2 separate regions of the Rattus norvegicus genome follow, and region 1 is linked to region 2. Evidence: chromatin contacts called from public Hi-C data. All regions are on one chromosome and are shown on one strand. Each heading gives the region's core, a stretch centred on a gene start, on an enhancer-like site or on the middle of the called end of the contact. The rest is flanking DNA. Distances are from core to core; before and after follow the strand shown. Region 1 has its middle 130 kb from the start of Nup210. Region 2 overlaps Iqsec1 (IQ motif and Sec7 domain ArfGEF 1).

Evidence for each region. A called contact is a pair of places that touch in the nucleus more often than the background predicts.
Region 1: a Hi-C map of the A7r5 cell line shows a contact between it and region 2, with 2.1 times the contacts expected there. The contact joins two enhancer-like sites. A contact is called at or near these places in 2 of 12 Hi-C or Micro-C datasets (the A7r5 cell line and Schwann cells).

The regions. Positions count from the first base shown.
Region 1 is chr4:125,039,300-125,043,802 of GRCr8, forward strand. It overlaps a transcript of Iqsec1 not described here. Among named protein-coding and RNA genes, the nearest start is that of Nup210, 130 kb to the right of the region's middle. Within about 2 kb of position 1,997, at least 15 of the 93 cell types and tissues checked have an H3K27ac peak or open chromatin away from gene starts, as enhancers often do. A contact at or near this core is called in the A7r5 cell line, where this site is marked.
Region 2 is chr4:124,800,817-124,805,366 of GRCr8, forward strand. All of the region lies in intron 1 of Iqsec1 (IQ motif and Sec7 domain ArfGEF 1), which reads right to left. Among named protein-coding and RNA genes, the nearest start is that of Iqsec1, 25 kb to the right of the region's middle. Within about 2 kb of position 2,930, at least 7 of the 93 cell types and tissues checked have an H3K27ac peak or open chromatin away from gene starts, as enhancers often do. A contact at or near this core is called in the A7r5 cell line, where this site is marked.

The DNA.
Region 1 (4,503 bases), core at 747-3,246, 240 kb after region 2:
TGAAGAGAGGCCAAAGCAATCACATGTCTGTTTCACTGAGTTCATCCCTGGGACACAGTAGGCACTCCATAAATGTTCACTTCCATTCATATTCTTCTAAGCACTCTCAAGGGTACAGAGGTATGCAATAAAGCAAATATTGAAAAACTTTAATTGCAGAACCTGGAGGGAAAGAAGGGGAAGTGGTGTTCAGCTCTGCATGATTCTTTCTACTTTTCCATGCTTGAAAATTCTAGACTTAAACAATCCTCCAAAGCAATTTCAATGTCCTGGCTAACCCTGTTCCAAAGCTACCGTCTATTGAGTCCTTGGTGGCAGATACCACAGGCAGTACCTATGTCTGATCCCCTAAAGTAGAAGTTACTCTCATTTGTCATGGGACTTACAAACTTTGAGCCACTGGAAAACAGCTACAGCAGGGGCTAGATCTCCCAACCCCCTGCTAGATGAGGGCTAAGTGCCCAGGGACTAGTCAAGAGAAAGCCTTAAATGTCCTCCAGAGGAAGCCTAGGGCAGTTAGGGTAACAGGGGCATTGCAACATCAAAGCTGCCATGCTTTATTGATGGAAACAGAGCCCTTTCCATATGCAATACTTACTGACCAGTACATTCTGCATAACTCTGAGTTATCAGCTCCACAGAAAAGACCGGTTACACAGGAATTCCAAACATGTTGTTCAGTCACATTTAGCTTACAGTTGGGGAGATCTGGTCTGCAGCCTGACCTGTGTCTACCTTGGGTCAGTGTCAGCAAGCAGGAAATCCACTGAACTCAGATGGTCTCATGACTGCATCAGTAGCTCTTATTCCCTTTCGGATAGGTCAGTTTCACCTTCTTAGATTCCAGTATTTGACAAACTCCCAGTTTGTCTATGTTTGTTTCTCTGCTGGCTCAGTGGTAATTATTCCTATTGACACCCAGACAAGCACAGAATAGTATTATTCCCAAGTTAAGCCAAGTGTTGCTCTTCTATGAAAAAATAAAGTATCACAAACAATCTAATCAGCTGTCAAAGCAATATCATAGACAAAATAACTGACAAATATCCATCCTAATGACAGAACATATGGATGTCCCCAAATGCCTGCCTCCTGTGGCCAAGCATGACACCTCCCTCCCATGGCGAAGCCCTGAGGTCTGAGGTTTCTGCAGGCACGGTGTGACCCGTGTCTGGTGTGAACACTCCCGTTGGAAGCACCAGCAGCTCTCAACTGCAATTCACACACTGCACCACTCACTGTTTCTCTCAGCACCAGCTAGATAAAGAAGCATTCCCTGATTTATTTTCTGGGTTGTAAAATAATAATTTGCTTAGCTTGTCAGACGACTGGGAGAGAGCTTCAGAAAAACACTCCCTCATCTTTCTGTGGACTCTACCATCTGCTGGAAAAATAAGAATGGCTCACCCTGATCCCTTACAGTTTAATACATTTTGTCCAACTAGGACAAGTATCCCAAAGTGAGGTGCAGCTTGTTCCCTGACAGAGGGACATCTTCCCAACACTGGATACAGGCTTTATCTCAGCTGGGAGAACAAGAATATTATTTAGTGGAAACATAAACACAGGGTCTCCTGCCACCAGTTTCTCAGTCACAGATGAGGAGAAAAATGGCCCTCCTAGAATCTCCAATGTCCCTAGTCTTTGCTCCTAAGGAGAAAGGAATATGCACATAGAGCACTCTGCTTTCTGACCACTACACCCCAGTTTTGGTACTTCCTAACCACTTTGAGGAACACAATTCAAAGGCTCCTTGCCAAGACCATCATAGTGTTTTCTGTGTTATCTGCCTGCTGCTAATTAGGACAGTCCAGTTTTGTCCTGCCTCCCCCTCTTCTCCAGCCTCCCTTGAGCATGCCCCTGAAATGAAGCACCACCATCATAGTTAATGTCACCACAAACCCAGGAAAAGCACTTTGTTTGGTAAGTCAACAGACACTGAATGCCACTGAAAACCTCCCCCAGAGTGAGTCACCAACTCAGAGCCTCAGAAAGAAACGTCCTCTCAGAGTGATGTGTGATGTGACAGCCCTTGAGGGCTGGAGCAGATGAGAAGGCGGAAGAGGCTGTTCCACTGGGCCTCTCCCCAGCCACTTGAGGCTGGTGTTTACTTGTGCTGAGAAACTTCAGGAGATCAAAGGCTAAAAGGGGGTCACCTTTTTCCACCTTTTCCCCTTTACACAATCACCGCCAAAAGCACTACATTGGTGACAGGATTCAAAAGGGCAAAAGGGATCCACACATGCTGCGTACCCTCAAGCACTGGCCTGGAGCCAGAAAGAATCCTGAGAAGTGGTCTGATCATTCCACAGTGTGAAAGGCAGGCAGGAGGTGAACAAGATCAGGAGCCAAACAGTGTGAGAGCCAACACTGGCTTAAGACCAGATGGCAGAGTTTAAACAAGGCATGTGATCACTCTGAGCCTAGGTTTCTCATCTGTACAATGGGAGCAGCAACTGTCTTTCCTGATAGGAGTGATGACACATAAGGTATGAGCACACAGCAAACTTTTAGGGGATATTGTCATGCTCTCCTAACTTTGGTTCAATATATTCACCCATACCTGCTACATGATGATTCCAATAATCCTTCTCTTCCCAGGCTTTACCCATTGAGGCAATGTACTCTGAGCACTTACAAGGTACCCAAGCTCTATTGAGGGGAATGTGGTTCTAGAAATGGATCATTAGAATGTAGCTGACTGCACACTGCATATGAGTGCTGATGTCAGGGGAAAACCAACATCAATAACAACAGAAGCAAATAACTCCCAGATAGCAAAAGCACCATGAATGAACAGATTTCTTCCCTGTTTTAATCTTCTCCCCCAGTGCTGGGAATAAATGATGACTCTTGGTACTAGAGGTCAAGACATGTAAGAAAGCCCTCTGAGGAAGAGCTTAAAGGTTCCTGGGATTGAAAGCTTCTAGCATGCCTAAGGATCTGTGCCTAGTGAGGTAATTATCAAGCTCACTCTTGTCTCGGGGAAAGCAATGGACCCCTGAAGCTCATCTATATAGTGAGTGAGCAGGGAGCTCCTAACTCAGGCTGCAGTGGCTACCAGCTACTTAGAAAAAGGTCAGTCAGATCTTGCTCAGCCAGCATGCTTGTCAGACCATCTCTTATAAGGGCCACTATATGTAAAGAGGGAGACCTGGGAATGGTGTCATCCATGTCAAAGGTAGGGAGAAGTAGAGCCCAGTCCCCCAGCTCCATTTCCCTCAAACTGTGGCCCTGTACTGCTCTATCACCTCTGGAAACTCAGCTTAATAACAGCTGTCAGCTCCAGCAACCCTTCACCACAGCTCCATATCCCCCATTGCACATCTCTTGCACCCAGCCTTTAAGTTTCCACCTCCTGCTTGGGCTCAGCTGATCCAAAGAATTGAGAAACTGACAGACATGGGAAGAATCTAGCCTGCATGAATTACCTACCAGTGCCCATCCCCCCATCCCCGCGTGTGTGTGTGTGTGTGTGTGTGTGTGTGTGTGTGTGTGTGTGTGTTACCTTAGGGGGAAAAAATGGGAGGCAGCTAGGCTGATTCCTGATTCATGTGCATTTAAGGAAAGCTGGAATGAGGAAAGGTGCTGTGACCTGTCCCACAGTCACCAGCTGGGATGTGTAGAGCTGGGCCTTAGTCTCAAGTTCATCTACCCACATTCTTTTCTTTATGTGGTATTATTTATCTCTTCTGTTCTGTGAATCTTTCTGTATCACCAAGTATTATCTCTGATGGTTCTGCATACAACAGGCACTTAATAAAAGCTCTCAAGGGGCATTAGTCACCACACACTCTTTCACATCTTTCACATCAGTCAATTTATTTACATAACCCCCTGACACAACCAATCTATGTTTGGAAAAGCAGCCCCTAGTGCCTCAGGGCCCTAAGCACGCAACAGTTAAATACTATCTCATCTCGCAGAACTAGAGGAAGGATATGGGGTATCTCCTGCCAGGAAAGGAAGGAATTGGTACTCCTTTTCCTAAAGGGCTAGGAAATTAGTTGCAGTCAGGGAAACAGGGCTGGTACACTATCTCTTGAAGGGACCCTCCTGTTCCTTGTCCTACCCCCCATTCCTCACAGCTCCTTATCATGGAGTCTACATTCCAACAACATAGAATGCCCCAGCCTGTGAGAGCAGTAGATTCTCCAGCCTGCTCCAAATCTGCTAGGTCAGAATCCAATAAGCAAAGAAGCACAGGCTCCTAGTGTGCATATTCAAGTTTACAAACTGCCTTAGATCTAGACTGAAGGGCAAAAACTGTGCAGCCTCTTGCTTTCCTTAAAGATGACACTATACTTTTTTAAGGTGACACAGGCTTTAGCTCTAGTGGGGGTTGGGGGGAGCAAAACCAGATGGTTTCAAAGCAGGAATCTTATGAAATAAAATTTCAGCATTTGTACCCCCTGACCTCAGCCAAGACCACTGTCTGGATGGACAATGGAGGCTCCCCCAGGCAGAGAAAGAAACCTCAGCTCCTCAAAGTTCTCCTGTCCA
Region 2 (4,550 bases), core at 1,680-4,179:
CTTGCCTCGGCTTTCCCGGTTCTTTAATTACAGGTTTTAGCTACCATGCTAACACCCAATTCTTTAAGAACTTTCTGAATCTTAAAATATAGGGTATTGATAACAAAGCTAAGGGGCAGTCTAGATCCTAGTATGTCTTTCCTGCCCCTTGACAATCATAAACCCAGGCCTTGTGGCGCACTCCTGCAACCCCAGGAGTATCTCCAATTTGGGAGATTATTTTTGAGACCTTTCCCCCACATGAAAAGTAAACCCATGGCACCTTGCTGGTGCCCATAGTAGGGCAGTAGGATGGGTTCATGGGCCAAGGTGTGAGTCTTACCATCCCCTAAATCTAGTTATAGCTTTGCACATTGTTAGAGCAATGGATTATTTTGAATAACTGTTTAAGACAAGGTTTCACTATGTAGCCTGTGCTAGCCTGGAGACTGCCTTAGAAGATCAACCTCAAACTCACAAAGATTCTCCTGCCTCTGCCTCTCAACTTCCAGAATTAAAGGTGTGTACCCTCATGCCCAGCCTACTGTACTAGTTTAAAAATGTATTTTTAAAAGCAGCCCTTCAAGAAGGAAGATTCTTGAGTAGTTCTTATAGCTAATATTGCTGGTGTGGAGATCAGTTATAGGGCTGGGCTGGTAGGAAGGCGGGCGATAGAAGATAGGTAACTAGGTCTGTGGCAACTGTGTGACCTCAGCCAGGTCCCATCTCCTCTCCAAGCCTCATACAAGCTGTAAGCTAGAACTGGTGGCACCCCCATCCTGCCCCCTTCAAGGCTGCTGAGCACGTGGGTCAGCTGCACTGATGCGTGGAAGATGTGCAAAGGGCACGGTGCAGAAGCTTCATTCCCAGAAGCCAAGAGAGCAAATGTTGACGTATTGAACTATATCAAATTAGACTATATAAATGGAATCAGAATACCACAAACAAGGTAAAAAAGACAAATGGCACCCTGAAACAATGTCTGCCGCACATAGGGCAAGTTAATGAGAAAAATGAGAAGAAAGTTAATTTCCCTAACACAGAAAGTGCTCCTTCCAATCGATAGGACAACTAACCCATTAGAAAACAGCCAAGGCTATGAAAGCCGTTCAAGAAAAATATTCACTCCTGCTTGTAATTAAATGCACATTAAAGAAATGCAATCAAAACACAATTCAATTCACCTGCTTTTAAAAACAAATCTACCTATTTGGGGTGGAGGGGGACTGGATAAATGGCTCAGTGGTTAAGAACACTTGCTGTTCTTACAGAGGACCCAAGTTTGGTTTCCAACGCCCACATTTCTCCTTTGCTTGTCGTTATGTCTCAACAAGTCAACTACAGACGGTCCCCAAGCCATGATCTTTCAACTTATGTTTCCCTCACTTTACAATGGTGAGTGTCATGTACCCAGGGATATGAGTGTGAACACACTCCAGAGTAGAGTTCTGATCTTTCCCTGAGCTAGTAAGATACATCTTCCAAGATGTCAGGATGAGGCAGTAAAGAGGTGTCCCACGGGGGTGGGGGATGGGACACAACCGGTGCTGACCAGCTGGAGAGTCGGTCAGCAGATATATTGAATTAATTTTCCACCAAACATTTTCAGTTCATGATGGGTTTGTTGGATCTTAAATATCCCTGCCCCATCCCCCAAGGTCTGTGTGAAATAGCCTTGGCCTCTAGGGTGGCAGTATTGGGTGGTGGCTGAATCTCCTTGTATCTTCTTTCTCATGCCTTGGCTAGTCACTGCTTCTGCCTCCTGATCTTGCCATGATGGGCTGTGTCACGGTGCCAAGCAACCACAGACAGAGACCTCTACAACTTTAAGTCAAAACGAGATATTTGTTATGGTATGAGAAAGCTGACTTGTATGCTTATGTTAAGTATTTGTACCTTTGGAGGTAAGGGGGCTGGGGCACAGAATAGCCGCTGATCCCTGCATAGACTACTTCTGACAAGGATGAGCCAGGGACAGGGACAGGGACAAGCACAGCAATGCCCTGGGAAGGGCAGGGAGAGTTGGGAACAGGAAAGAGGGAGACTGGCTTTCCACTGAAACATTCTACTTACACGTGTGTGTATTTATGTATATATGTATGCATGTGTATATCTTGCTATATACCTGTATTACTGTTTCTTTCCCTCTGTGTAGCCATGGGTGTCCTCAAACTCAGAGATCTGCCTGCCTATACCTCCCAAGTGCCGGGATTAAAGGCATGCATCACAACACCTAGCCTGGATGTATTGCTGGGTTGTTTTTTTTTTTTTAAATCTGTTTGCAAATAATAAAATTCTGGGGCTGGAAAGACAACTCAGTGGTCAAGAGCACTTGTTGCTCTTGAAGAGGATCTGGGTTCAATTCACGGCACTCACATAGGGGCTCACAACCACCCTGACTCCAGTCCCAGAAGCTCCATGAGTGCGAGGCACACACATAGTACACATACATACATACATGCAGGCAAACACTGACACACATAAAATAAGTGTAAAAAATTACAAAGAAAATAGCAGTTTCTGATCCTAGACAGGATGTTGGGAGGTATGGTGTCTAAGGCCTGCTCTGGCACAGGCTTGGGGTGACTGCCTATGTGACCTCACTATGGAGGGTGTCCCTTCTGAACCCTACAGTTTCCTCTACCAAGTGAGCAAGAAGCATTAGACAAATGCCCGCCTCACACTGCCAGTCCAGAACCTTCTCAGCAGAAGAGCTAAGTGGGTGTTAATAGTCCCAGAGGAGATGGGGAGAGCAGAGCTAAGGGTCAAGGGACCCAAACGATTTCTGAGATCCCTCAGCTCCCTCAGGGCCAGTCCTATCTGCTTTTCCCATGTCCATATCCTGCCTGGAAATACTTATTTCGTGTTTCCTGTCTGGGGTTACCCTGGCAACAGCTCTGTCATCTGTCTGGGTTGGAGGTCAGTCCTGTGGCATGGAACAGATGACCACACTGTACATACCATGTGGGTCTGAGCTGTTTGGGGCAGAGCCTCATGTTGGGCAACCAAACCTACTCACCCAGAGAACAGAGTGGATCCTCCCCTGCCCTGCCCACTTTATGTACAGAGGAAGCTGGGAACGGATGGGGAAGACTGCAAGACACAGAATAGTGTGCTCACAACAGTGCAGATGCTAGCAGCACAGGAAGTCTGTGTAGCAGAAGCCATCCATCCTCCATCTCCCTCCCCTCCCTCTCACCTTTACATCATCAGCAAGCATGTCTGTGTGCCTTCTCCCTGTAGTTAAAACAAGACACTCTTCAACCAGACAGTCATGGCCTGCACTTTCCAGCCCTGGTCTACCCTTCTAGCTCCTCCTTGTATTCACGATTGTTCCTGATGAAGAGTAATTTTCCAAAAATGACTCCATCTGATCCCCCTCCTGCTCAGAACTCCTCTACAGCTTCCTATGATCTTGTGATAAAGAGGTTCCTCACCCAGTCCCATCTCCAGCAGCTTCTCAACAGTCAGACTCAACTTAATGGCTTTGAGCACATACTGCTGTGCCATGCCACCACGTTGTTTGTCTGTTGTAGTCTTCTGCTTCATTCCGTATGCAAAGAAGTCCCCAAACCAACAACAGAAACTACAATTCAAAAACTCTTAAGTCTAAAAAGGCAAATAACCTATAAACATACAACCACACATAAAGCTTCACTGATAAAGACCGAGATTTCACAGTGGTGAAGTACTGTTAGCTTCCAGCACATGAGCAAAACTTCCTAATGTTTGTTGGCTGTGTCCAAACCCATTCGATCCATCTCCAACGCATTTTCTGGGCTCCTACTGTCCAGTACTTCTAGCACAAGGGCTTAGCAGAATGTCTACAGATGATAGCTATTGATAACAGGAACTAAGCAGCCGCACTGAGTAGCTGAGCCCTTCACCTGATGAAGGGCTCTGGGGCTATTCATCCTGCACACAAAAGCTGGCCTTAGAGAGGGCAGCAAGGAAGTTAGAACAAGGGTGCAGGGCTGGGGGCTGCAAGCAGGAGTCAGGCTCAGGGGCTGCTCTGCTGGGGAGAGGAGGTGCTTCTGAGATAGGGGGAGAAGAAGCACCTGAATGGAGGGCAAGGTGGCAGACATGGCCATGTGCCTGCAGCACACAGGATTTGGTACCTACTATATGTCAGGTAGGCACTGTGCTGGGCTCTACCCACACTCTGTCTTCACAGTGCTCCTAGATGGTGCCCCCCAACACACACCCATAGAGGACAGTGGCAGGACAGGGGCTTTCCTAACTAGGTTCTTTTTATCACTCTTTGGCATCTCTGTTAGTCTGGGGCACACTGGATACCATGGCATCAGATGCTTCCCTTACCTAGCCTGAACCTATACCTTCCAGCTCTCTGCCATAGGATCTTCAAATGTAAGAATGTGGTCTGTGAAGCCCCACTTGAGTAAGCATCTCTTCCAGTGTTTAGCCTTGACACACTGGAGGGTACCATGATAGGGATGTGTTCAGAACAAGGGTAACAAGACTATGGCAGGGGTTATGGGCTAGACCTTTTCCTTCTGGAGAGTCATCTAGATGACCTTTTTAAATGGGAGGAGGGTTTTAACACGATGAAA